Regions from separate parts of the Mus musculus genome. Here region 1 is linked to region 2. Evidence: chromatin contacts called from public promoter capture Hi-C data. All regions are on one chromosome and are shown on one strand. The core of a region is the stretch at or near the end of the contact, and the rest is flanking DNA. Distances in the headings are between cores, read along the strand shown. Region 1 overlaps Ate1 (arginyltransferase 1). Region 2 holds the start of Ate1 (arginyltransferase 1).

Region 1 (3,027 bases), core at 303-2,802, 46 kb after region 2:
CTCTACACTTAAATATGAAGATACGGATGGCTTACAGGTAAGAGGCTGCAGTAAGTTATTCCCATGAATATTTATCGTAAGAACATTGGATGGGCTGTCTTTAAATCAAACAAAGTAGTCTTTGTCTGATAGAAACTGAAGACAGAAAGATGCTTCATAATGAAACAAAAAATCAAGTGTATTCTAAAATGCAATCATTAAAAATAACACCTTCAAAGTAAAAATAAAAACTAAAAGAAGTGAAGGAGAAGGAGAAATTGTCAAATCAGTGACACTTAAACATTTTAGGACAATTTCTTGATACTTTGAGAGGACATTTAGATGAAGTTAGAGATAATTTAGAAGGCTTGAACAATGTGCTCACAGTTTTACTTAATTGGTGTCTATCAATACTATACTCCTCAGTGACAAAAAGCCACGTTTGAAGTCAAGCAAGTCATAAACTACAGATAGCATGGCTCATTTGTAAAGCATTCCTGCTTTAACTGGCTTCCCAGCTGTTCCTCTTTGTTTTTTTGTTTCTCCCAGTACTAGAGATTGGATTCAGGGCATGGAATAGCCCAGGCAAGTACTCTGCTACTGAACTACATCTCCTTCACTGCCCCCCTTTAAAATTTAAGTTAGCATACAAAGTGATGGGCTTCATTGTGATATTTCAAATCGGTACATTTTCAAGTACACCACGCCAGAGCATATTCTGGAGTATTTTACAAAGTTCACTAAATTGAAGAGGATGGAGAATGTAATTAAATTGGCATCAAGAACCAGCAGAATACAATAGCACTCTAATAACAGCAGTAGAACCTAGTTAAATGTGGGTAAGTTACTCAATGTTGTGCTTCTCCAGGGGAGACAGAGGTCTAGAAAACACCAGAGAAACAGTCTGTTGATATTCATTTGGGAAATGGAAGTTAAAACCAGAGAAAAATCACCATGAACTCATTAAATGAATAGAATCAAACGACAGAGAGAGATTGGCACAATGTAGAGAAATTAGAACTCTCTTATTTTGATGATAGGAAAACAAAATGTAGAGCCGTAGTTCAGTTGTTTTTCAAAATATCATATTTAACGTTATAATTTCAAAACTTCTTTTGATTATGCCTAAGTGAAATAAAAATATGTATCCACATAAATAATCATACATGAATGATTATACCAGCATTATTCATAATAGCCAGAAGCCAGAAAGAATTTTACTTCTGTCAGCTGGTGAATGGTCATTGCAATCAGAAGGAGCAGGGATGATCTTAGAGAGACTGTAATAGATGACATGAGTCAGACGCAGACTCTGCTGTGTTTTCCTCTCTGTGACTTATCAGTATTGAAATTGATATGCTTTAATTAATATTTTAGCATTATTTTATTAATCCTCATAATATTAGCTAACAAGCCATGAATAAAAGCTTTCAAACCATTTTTCAAGATTTTTTGAATGGCGAACTGCTTGGCTTTCTGAAGAGACTTAGGCAAACACTCTGGGAGGACCCAGGGACTTCACTTCTCTTATGTCAGCATAATAGTGTGAGGCAGCTTCCTGTGGTAAGGTATTGCTAACGGCCAGAATTTGGAAAGAGAAGTGGTGGGAGGGAGAGAATTGAAAGAAGCCATGGAGACATGAAGGGAAGGGGCTGAGCTGTTAAGCTGGAGTTTGGATAATTTCCCTAAGTGTGGAGTACCCTGAGGAGCAGATGTGCTGAGAGCTGGCATGAGTTGGAGCGCTGTGGAGATGGCCAGCCAGTGAACTGGTGGGAGCAAAGCTTTACCTGGTTTAGTCTATTACTTAGGCCCAGCTTTATTTGAAGAGGTAAAGCAGGAAGCAGGAGGGACCTAGTGAAAACATAGTTATTTGTAGGTGATGGCCAGCAGTCTGTTGGTGATAATGATAATCAGAAGAGGAAGACAGGGCTGTGGCTTGAACCACTGGGCCAAACCAGAGAGGAGCAGGGTTTTGTTTCTTGTAGCTGTATATGTAAGGAAAGAATCCTATAGTTTCAGATTGTGTCCCATACACTTGACTTGGGAGTGTTATTACTCAAAGGCACCAATTAGAAATCTGGAACAAAAGCACTAGATTGTCCTTTGATAGCTGTTCCCTTCCCTTGCATCTAAGGCCTGTTGGGCAGTTCTGGCTCGGGCAGAGCTGCCAGTAAGGCCCAACAGTTGAACTGAAGACATCCTTTCTTGTCTTGAGTTTGCTGTGGTGAGTACAATGCAAGCATCTTGCATATGTGGCCAGACAGTTCTCCTGAAGCTGATTGGTCAGGAGGTTGACGTTCCTCAGTTAGGTTTTGGGCATCACGTGATTGTTGAGACAGTAGAAATTGGAGATGTGTATTGCTTTGTGAAATGAAATGACAGTCACTGAAGTCTTCCTTTATAGGACCCCAGGGTGACTAAAATGTAAAAGTGGATTTTGAGACTAAAGAAAGCACGCTTAAAGTAGAAATTCAAACACTGAATAGAAAAAAGCCACAGATTTGTCTTGTTCAAGATTTTTCTGCACACACTTGAGTTAGTTTGGGGATCTTAAAAGTTCAAGCTATTTTCTTGCTGGGTTAGCTAGCTTTCCTTCAGCGAGTAGAACTATTCATCATTCCTCCCAAGACCTTCTTAGCTGTGTTCAAAATTAGGGTCATCTTCCCTGACAGTTTTCATTGCCCATTAGTTGTGCGTGAATGCTTCAGAAAAACCTTGAATAGTAAATCCTGGGGTGGATTAGTCTCCATGGGGACATCAGTCTTGTTTGATCTCGGCATTCATTGAGTTCTCAGTCTGCTATGTCACCATGGAATATGTGTTCCTGTAAGAAGGGCTGTAAGAGCAGGAGTTGCCGGTTGAACAGCAGTGAAGGAAGCTCAGACCAGTCACTGAGCAGTCCAAGGTTGGGTCGTAGTGCTCAGTAAACACTGTTTAGTTGGGAGAGTCCACGTTTGGACTTCTATTACTTTTGGTATACCGTTTGGAAAGAGCCTTACTTTGTAAAGTCTTTTTATTGAGAGAGTCAGGATTTAAAATACACAAAAA
Region 2 (2,943 bases), core at 12-2,511:
GCTGTATTTTTCCATCCTTTCAATCTTACATGAGTGGCTCAGAATTGTCTGCCCGTCAAGGTTTCAGGGTCTACAATGCCTTCTGGATGCCTCCAGCATTGGATGAAGGTTGTACACATATCTACTTGCAGGCTAAACACCCACAAACATAATTAAAAAAAAAAGTTTCCTGATTGCACTTTCTAGACACTGCAAAAAGGAATTCACCATATTGTCGACTATGGAAATTATGCCAGACAGACTTAAACATCTGTGTACGCAGAGGAGAAAGCTAAGGAATATTATCTTGGTAGGAGCATGCCTTTATTTTTACACTTTGCCTCACAACCTCATTCCCTAAAACACGTTCTTTGCAAATTGGAGACCCATGGAGTGAATTCAGATTATGTAAATGTTCAGCCTGAAGAGTTAAAAATTCTTTTTGAGTGATATTTAAAACTCCCTTTAAAAGAGGAAAGTGTCGCTTCGTCATTGGACATTCCGCTCTAGCAGAGTTGTTTGGATTCTAGATCCCTCTCTATCAAGCCAGCTCCGGCTCCTCGTTCCTCACAGGTGGTCAGGCGCAGAACTCGAGGTTAACCTTCAACTACAGAGCGCAAATGACCGGGTGAATCCCAACCTGGAGCCTCAGTTTCCCTATCTGTAAAGCGGGCTGAGAGATCGCGTCAGTGACAAGGACTGCTGTTGACTGGACAAGTAACCTGCTGGCCACTAAACACTGGGTTCCGAGACGCACCCCTGCAACCCAGGCTGGCGGCCAGTGGCCTGACCGGGGATCGGCGGAGAGCCGCGAACCCGGCAACCCCCGCGCTCTCGGCCCTTCCCCGAGGTTCCCCGCGCTGAGAGGCGTGGCCGCTCCTCAAGCCCACAGCGGCGGCCATGGCCTCGGTGGTGGAATACAAGGGCCTGAAGGCCGGCTACTACTGCGGCTACTGCGAGTCCAGGGAGGGCAAGACGTCGTGTGGTGAGTGTCCCGCCGTCCAGGTCGCCTTTACCGGCTTCAGCCAGGCTCTCGCTACGTCCTGGCAGGCCTGCCGCGCGGGTTGAGGCCGTTGGTCACCCGACTCCAGCTTCCCGGTCCCATTGGTCTCTCCTCAGCCGGCTTCCTTTCCATCCCGGTCTTCCCGCCCTCGCCCTCCCTAGGGGGTAGCCGCCCCTCACAGAGGAGGAACGGAACTAGCGGACGGCTGCCCGCAGTCAACATGGCGCGGGCGGCGTCAGTGACGTAGGGCGTCCGGTCCTTCCAGCCCGGGAGCACTCGAGTGGCTTCGCGCGATCTTCGGAGGCGCGCGCGTTGCATTGTGGGGTGGTGGAGGCGAAGGCGGCGGTAGCGGCGGCTGCGTAGGACTGGGTGGCGCAGCGGCGGCGGGGTCGCGGACATGGCTTCTTGGAGCGCGCCTTCACCTAGCCTTGTAGAGTATTTTGAGGGCCAGACCTCCTTCCAGTGTGGCTACTGCAAGAACAAGTTGGGCAGTCGCTCCTATGGTGAGCGAGCTCGGCCGGCGGGCGTGTGCTTCGGGCTCTGTGAGGGTCTTGGGTGGCCGCAGCCTGGGGGAGCGTCGTGAAGAGCCGGGTGTCCTCCACCCTTGCTCCCTCAGCGGCTGCTCTGGGAGACGGGAAGGGAGATGGGGAGGCTCCTGGGAGCTGACGGCCGCCCTGCATCCATCCCCGCGGCAGCCGAGGCCCCCTGCTGCATGTGTAGAGGGGCGTGTGCGTGCACACCTGTTCGCTGTCATTTTGGAGAAAGTGTCTGGGAGAACGTACTGGAAACCGAGATCGGCTTGATATTTTGATAAAATACCTGCTCGACTTTTTTTTTAAATCAGGGATTTATACCATGTCATTGTGCCAATCCATCTTGAAGACCGTAATAACGGTGTTCCTTCAGGCTTTAGGTTTCTTTTCTTTTTATTTTATTTTATTTTTCTGGCTTTTCGAGACAAACGTTTTCTGTGTAGCTCTGGCTGTCCTGGAATCCACTCTGTAGACCAGGCTGGCCTGGAATTCAGAGATCCGCCTGCCCCTGCCTCCCGAGGGTCTGGGATCAAAGGTGTGCATCACCACCGGGCTAGGATTCAGGTTTCTTACGGAAGATTTGTTTGTAAGCCGAATATGTACTTATTGTCTGCCGTGTCATGATCGGCAAATACAGAATCTAGGATGGATGGTTTAGAATAATCCTGCAGGTGGAAGCAAGGTAACTTGACTATAAATTTAGGTTAGAGATTTACCCGTTTTGAAAGACAGTTTAGTGGTTTGGCTGTGCACGGGATTTTGGTTTATGGATGCATTAAAAGTGTTTATTAGGAGAAAGTGTATTATTAGGTGAACCGCGGCCTTGGGTAGACAGTTATACAATCGTTAGATGCACGGATTACGAAGACCAGTTAAGTGAAAAAAACGCTTGGAGCATAGGGTTAAATAAACAGGATGCAGATGACAGCCGAGTACACGTGACAGCTGAGAGGAATACGGTCCAATAAAGCCCAAATAAGGCCAAGAAAGCACATCAAATGACAGTGGCTCACTTTGAGTGATAGAGATACTATTCTTTTTCAGAATTTTTATATTCTGACTATAATATTTGCCAGTATTATGTGACTGAAACATATTTTAATAGGGAGGACCTTACTACCCCTACCCCTAGTAATTTCGTATTAGAGAAAATTGGACAATATAAATATTTTGTGCTTCAAGATTTGTTGAAGAACAGTTTTATCATCTAGAAAGATAACTATAAATTCCCAGCATTTCAGTTTTCGTCTTTCCTGTAAGGCACTCTTCTGTTGGGTGACTGTTGTAGGAACTCTTGTTATATCTGAGTGGCCTCAGAACTACAGAGGATTCCTTTGAGGCTCAGAATAACTTGTTGGTGTCAGCGAGTGACTAGTCACTAGTTTTGCTTTGGATTGCTGTGATAACCACCATGATCAAGTGCAGTTT

Evidence for each region. Promoter capture Hi-C pulls out the DNA fragments that hold promoters and counts their contacts.
Region 1: a contact with region 2 is called in a promoter capture Hi-C map of the HPC-7 cell line, with 2.4 times the contacts expected there. The contact joins the enhancer-like site here to the promoter of Ate1 in region 2. A contact is called at or near these places in 8 of 39 promoter capture datasets (the 3T3-L1 cell line, 3T3-L1-derived adipocytes, the C10 cell line and 4 more), 1 of 15 datasets of contacts at CTCF or cohesin (CD8 T cells), 4 of 484 Hi-C or Micro-C datasets (the AML12 cell line, the G1E-ER4 cell line, embryonic stem cells and 1 more), 4 of 115 datasets of contacts at active chromatin or transcription factors (the SCID.adh cell line, cardiomyocytes and embryonic stem cells) and 2 of 9 other capture datasets (adipose tissue and pancreatic islet).

The regions. Positions count from the first base shown.
Region 1 is chr7:130,472,601-130,475,627 of GRCm38.p6, reverse strand. The region is part of intron 8 of Ate1 (arginyltransferase 1); the gene reads left to right. Among named protein-coding and RNA genes, the nearest start is that of Ate1, 45 kb to the left of the region's middle. Within about 2 kb of position 1,552, at least 22 of the 459 cell types and tissues checked have an H3K27ac peak or open chromatin away from gene starts, as enhancers often do. A contact at or near this core is called in the HPC-7 cell line and myeloid progenitors, where this site is marked.
Region 2 is chr7:130,517,898-130,520,840 of GRCm38.p6, reverse strand. Ate1 (arginyltransferase 1) reads left to right here and starts at 1,261. Exons shown (of 12, transcript NM_013799.3): 1 at 1,261-1,485. The coding sequence starts at 1,380. Gm4275 (putative uncharacterized protein ZNRD1-AS1) reads right to left here and starts at 1,250. Exons shown (of 4, transcript XR_869987.2): 1 at 996-1,250.